2 separate regions of the Mus musculus genome follow, and region 1 is linked to region 2. The links are chromatin contacts, called in public Hi-C maps. All regions are on one chromosome and are shown on one strand. Each heading gives the region's core, a stretch centred on a gene start, on an enhancer-like site or on the middle of the called end of the contact. The rest is flanking DNA. Distances are from core to core; before and after follow the strand shown. Region 1 overlaps Umad1 (UMAP1-MVP12 associated (UMA) domain containing 1). Region 2 overlaps Umad1 (UMAP1-MVP12 associated (UMA) domain containing 1).

Region 1 (2,700 bases), core at 157-2,656, 91 kb after region 2:
TTAAATTTCACAAATTTTAGAAGGTATGTTACATGTTCAAATACAGTTTTTATTAGCCACCTTTAAAGTGTTTTTGCCACAGATTTGTAGGTGAAATACTACAAAGAGAAATTTGCCATTCATTAAACCAATAAAGATTGGATGTCTGCTTTGTCGCTAAGTTATATTATATACAAATGGAAACAGACCTGATAGACTAGAATGTCATTGATTACTCTTTATTGAAACACATGGGAGACAGTACCTACCATCAGAAAATTTAATTGTCTGTGGTTTTCAGATATAACAAGGTTTGTTTAGTTATATAGCTTTATAGCCTTTTCCTTAATTGTCATCCCTGATGAACTAAGCTTTTGTCTTTCCTAAGGAAAAGTTTACCTCAGGAAGCTTTCCGTGCTCCATCTCGACTTGATGTTCATTACTCTCCTTATCATCTGCACAGTCCTTACCTGTGATTTCAGTCAGCTCACTGTTCTGGACATTCTTAAATTGACCTAATTGTATGGCAAGAACAATTTACAAATTACTAAATTAGTTTCTGATTATGCTTCAGAGAAGTAGGCTAATTGGGTATGTACTGACCATGTGCCAATTCCCAATTATTAGTAATTAGCAAACTAAGGCAGGCCATTAATAACTTGTTATGATTATACTTGCTCAACTGTGGATCTATTCTGTGTCGTGTAAGTCAGCCTGCTCCAAGTTAATTTAGCAATGGAATCTGCAGAGGCACCAGACTTAGAACTCGTGTTACTAACTGAAGGCTCTTTATGTGTTTGCTCATGTTCTTTCCTGCTGTGAAGATTGTCTTCTATTGGGTTTACTGTCACACAGAAATATGCATATCTACTTTTATCCATAGGAACAAAAGAAGAAAATAAAAGTCATAAGGATTAATTTTATGAAAACAAGTTTAGAGGACAATTACTCATGTCATAAGGAAATTTGCATTTTAAAATAGTTTGCGTGTCTTTAAGTCATAGCTTTCTTAATTAAAACATGACTTGATAAACACAATTCAAATTGATGTTCTTTTTTCAGTGTAAACCTGTGTAAAGCAGGATACATTTTAGTGTGTGTTTATGGAATGATTCATGATATCCGTGAAAAAATATATTTTCTTTCTCCTTAAAATTAATTTGTTTACTCTGTAACAAAGGAAATAGTGGTTGCTTCCATAGCATGAAGCGTACAGTACCAAAAAACACTGCAAACAAACCCAAGAAAATTGTCCTTATAACAGAAGAGTTCTCCTCTGTCTTATAGGAGCTACAGCAAATGAAGTGAGATGTAAAACTTCTGAAGCAGAAGGCAGCCAGGCTTTGGAGGTAAGGAAAAGGCAGCGGGAATCCCGGGATGCAACCGATGGCTCTGCGTGCAGAGTCTCTGGCTGATTCACAGCAACAACTCACACGGAGAAGCCGGGGGTCAGTGAGAGCAGCGCTGAGCTAGCTGCTGGGAGAGGCTGCCCAGCTCTTGTGGGGTTTCTGGGTCAAGAAATGAAAGAGGAGGGGGTAAGAGAGAAAAGTAGAGTTCTTGAGTTAGAGCAGTCTATTTTTGAGAGAATTTTGAGAATTCTATTGTCAGACAATATTTCTCGACTATTCTGGAGAAAAACAGTTTATGTCTTCTTTTTCCGTAAAAAAGTTGTTTTATCCTGGAGGGAATGTTAGTATGTTAGGGTTCTCTATGCACAATGTATTAATAGTATCTAATCACTGAAGTAATTATCTTTAAGGCTTAGGGGAATGTTGGGCATTAGTTTACTACTTAGGTGGAAGAGATCGGCGTGATTGTGCAGCTTTCTGCACAGTGACTCATTCGCACGTCTTCCTGCAGCACGAAAGCACGTGCATCAGTGAGGTCAGGGTCTGCCCTGTCTGTCTCAGCACAGGATCCAGAGTGTGTGCCCAAGAAGACTGTCAAATGAATACATTCATTACAATTCATTAATTAATAATGAGCTACAAGTAGAAAGTTGCCTTTATTTTAAGGGATTTTTAATAATTTTCACTAAGCAAATGTTTTATAATCAAGGGAAAACTTACTTAAACTGATGAATAGGAAGAAAAATCATTTTATTTTTTTACTTACCTGCATTTATTCTTTCATTCATTCATTCCACAAATATTTACTAAACCGTGACTATACCTAAGACACAGTACAAAGAACTGGGTAGATAATGATGAAAGAAATGGATGCAAGAAAGAAACTATCTACCTTGTGCACCAAGCACGTGATCTCTTCAATTTCACTTCACTTCAAGCACAGAGCGAGAGCTCAGTGTTGACCATGTGACCCCCTGTGATTGGAATAAAGCACTGCTCAGTGTTGACCATGTGACCCCCTGTGATCAGAATAAAGCACTGCTCTGCTGGAGGCTCAGGAAGTAGCCACCATGACTTTGTAAGTTCTAATTGCTTAGTGTCTTTATCAGGTTACTGTTACAAAGCGCCATACTGTATACTGGCTTACAGACAGTAGGAAGTCATTTTAAGTTCCAGAACTGGGAACCCCAACATCAAGGTGCTAGCAACTTTGCTATCAGATAAGAGAGCCTGCTTTTTTAGTTCATGGGTGGTTCCTTCTTGTGTCATCACATGGAGCTTTGACCGTCACCCCTTATTAAAGGAAACAGTCCACCTTATGAAGGTTCCACCCTCACGACCTAATTATCTCCCCAAAGCCACATCTCTTAAT
Region 2 (2,700 bases), core at 84-2,583:
TGTTAGTGTGGTGCCAGCAGATGCCAAAGGAGGTAATCAGGTCTCCTGGCACTGGAGTTACAGACAGCTGGGACCTGCAGTGCGGGTGCTGGATATTGAACTGGGTCCTCTGAAGAGCAACCAGTGCCCTAACTACTGAGCCATCTTTCCAGCCCCCAGATTGGACATATTTTAAAGATCTGTGTGCTGAGAATGGCTTGATTCCAAGAATAAGACAGATTTTTACTGAGAGCTAGTGAATCTTTAAGAGGCCTAATGAAGGAGATTGATTGGTCAAGGCACTTTCTCCAGAGAGGATTAATGCCTACCTTTCAAGGTGTTTGCTCTAAGACCATGTTATTTACTGTGAGAACAGATTATCATAAAGAAAATTTGACTTCATCTGCTTTCTTGTTTCCTTCTGCCACCATGTATCTTCTCTCTCTGCCACATGTTCTTGTGACTGCTTTCACATGAACTATTACTATAAAATGTTCCAACATACTGTGGTACAGAGGTCCTTGTTATAAACCAAATTGATTGCACACCCCCGTCTAAGACTTTGACCTTCTGAAATGGTAAGATCGGTACACCTAGTTTTTCTTTTTCATAAACTACCTGGCCTCAGGTGTTTAGTTATGTAAAATACACTGCCATATCTATCAGATGATGAATTTTTCTCCCTGGCATTCCTTTTTCATCTCTTTGCTATGGATAGTGTATCAAATTGTCCATAGTATATGTCATAGTATATGTCATAGTATATGTCATAGTATATGTCAGCTTGTCAGCCTGAGCCTTTCTGGTCTCCATAATCATAAGAAGTAAATCCCCATTCTTTGTAAACTACCTGGTCACCAGTAATCTGTTAAAGCATACTAGCATAAAATAGATCTTATATTAAACATAATACATACATAAAATAGACTAAGCTACCACCTTTAGTCTCTGAAAAGCAGTCGGTCAGCAAGTAAAGAAGGCAACATTGGTCATAGTTGTTAATGGGGAAATACGTCTAGACCCCAAAGAAAAGTGACTTGCATAGAACTAGAGATAAAATTAGGGGATATAGCTGAGGCATTAGGAATTATATGTTGTATTGTTATTGTTGTTGTTTTGTATTCTCCAGAGCAGGATAGCAGAAAAAGAAAGCTACCTTAGGAGAGAGGAGCTGGCCTGAGTGACAGACAGGAAAAGCAGGTGGCTGGATAAGATCCTGTGTTCGCGCTGCTGCTGCTGCTGCCGTGTGATGGGAATTCAGATTTGCAGGCTTGATGGAACAATATGCCTAGACTTTAGCAGAGTAGGTTTTCTTTGTCTCACTAATTTCACTTTCAGTTATTTATCTTTGAAACAGGAAACTGTAGCTTATAAAGATAATATAGTTAGTGTGGTTTTGTCACATGTATTTATATGTCTAATCTGGCTCCTGAAGGGAAATCATTGAATCACAAATCACACGACTCCAGGTGATTTAATTTTTATGTATTACTATTGAAATTATATATCTTACAGATTCTCTATAAAGGCTTTTAATTCTCTAAGATATTTACAACAATATTTATGAATCTTATCTGATAACTGTAAGCTATAATATGGAAAAATCTCAACCTTTCCCTTGTTCTATAATAATTTAATAAAGTATTTCCAAGGGTAAAGAAATGTCTTGGAGAAACTAGCTAGTATTTTATTGGTTTCAGTGTTTTCATGGACGTTGACAGGACTTATTCCCAAAGTTGCTTCATGAAGCCAGCACTTACAATCTTAAACATTAAGGTCAATATTTGATAATATTTTCTATATTTTCAATGGGTTATATAAGCATATGCCATTTATTTTGTGATCATTTTTATTATAATTTCAATGATTTAGCAATTTTGGTACTAGCAATATTGTTTTATATTCCCCTTTTTAAATTAATCTACAAGGCATTTCTCTGAAATTTTAAACTTAATGTTTTTTGAATTTGTTTGTCTTGATATTATCATGTGAATGCATACACACATTTGTGGTGTGTACATCTGTCAGTACAGGGGGCACATGGATGTTAGTTTGAAGACACCTTTTAGGAAAGTCTGTTTCATCTTTGGTCTTCTTAGGGAGTCAGGCTGCATACTCCAGGTTAGCTTGTCCACAAACTTCCTGGCAGTTCTTTCCCCACTTCCATCGCACAGCAGGAGTTCTGGGAGCACAGGTACACTCTGCTGCTTTCAGCTTTCACAGGGGTCCCAGGACTCAGGTCATCAGTCTGCCAGGCAAACACTTGCTTACTGAGCCACCTCACCTGCCTTGAAGTGTTTTTATTGTTGTTGTTTGTTTGTTTGAAGTCTTTAATTATATTACTAGAAATTTGTTTAGTACATATGAATTTTTCCTCTGCAGTGGATTTTGTGTTGACTGTTTGGTTAAGTTGAAATCATATGCTACCTTAAAATGTCAATTATTAAAAAGATCTTTTTTCAACTGAAGAATGACACCTCTTTCTTCATTTTATTATTTTAAATTGTTATTAGTGTAAAACATGTGTATGTGTGCATGTGTGTTTTGATGTGTGCACTGATGTGTATTTGTAGGTGCCTGGGTATGAGTATGTGTGCACATGTGTGCACTTGGAAGCCAGGAGTCAAACTCAGTTGCTGTCGTCAGGAGCCACCTTGGTTTTCAAAGTGTCACCCTAGTTGCTGGAGCTCACCAAGTTAGCTAGGTTGCCTGGTTAGGAAG

Evidence for each region. Hi-C and Micro-C count contacts between places; a contact is called where the count stands out from the background.
Region 1: a Hi-C map of group 2 innate lymphoid cells shows a contact between it and region 2, with 1.9 times the contacts expected there. The contact joins two enhancer-like sites. A contact is called at or near these places in 8 of 39 promoter capture datasets (the 3T3-L1 cell line, 3T3-L1-derived adipocytes, the C10 cell line and 4 more), 5 of 484 Hi-C or Micro-C datasets (cerebellum, cerebral cortex, double positive thymocytes and 2 more) and 1 of 9 other capture datasets (liver).

What each region holds. Positions count from the first base shown.
Region 1 is chr6:8,372,640-8,375,339 of GRCm38.p6, forward strand. Umad1 (UMAP1-MVP12 associated (UMA) domain containing 1) reads left to right here. Exons shown (of 4, transcript NM_001302354.1): 3 at 1,267-1,328. Among named protein-coding and RNA genes, the nearest start is that of Gm46952, 28 kb to the left of the region's middle. Within about 2 kb of position 1,407, at least 18 of the 459 cell types and tissues checked have an H3K27ac peak or open chromatin away from gene starts, as enhancers often do. A contact at or near this core is called in group 2 innate lymphoid cells, where this site is marked.
Region 2 is chr6:8,282,113-8,284,812 of GRCm38.p6, forward strand. The region is part of intron 2 of Umad1 (UMAP1-MVP12 associated (UMA) domain containing 1); the gene reads left to right. Among named protein-coding and RNA genes, the nearest start is that of Umad1, 24 kb to the left of the region's middle. Within about 2 kb of position 1,334, at least 2 of the 459 cell types and tissues checked have an H3K27ac peak or open chromatin away from gene starts, as enhancers often do. A contact at or near this core is called in group 2 innate lymphoid cells, where this site is marked.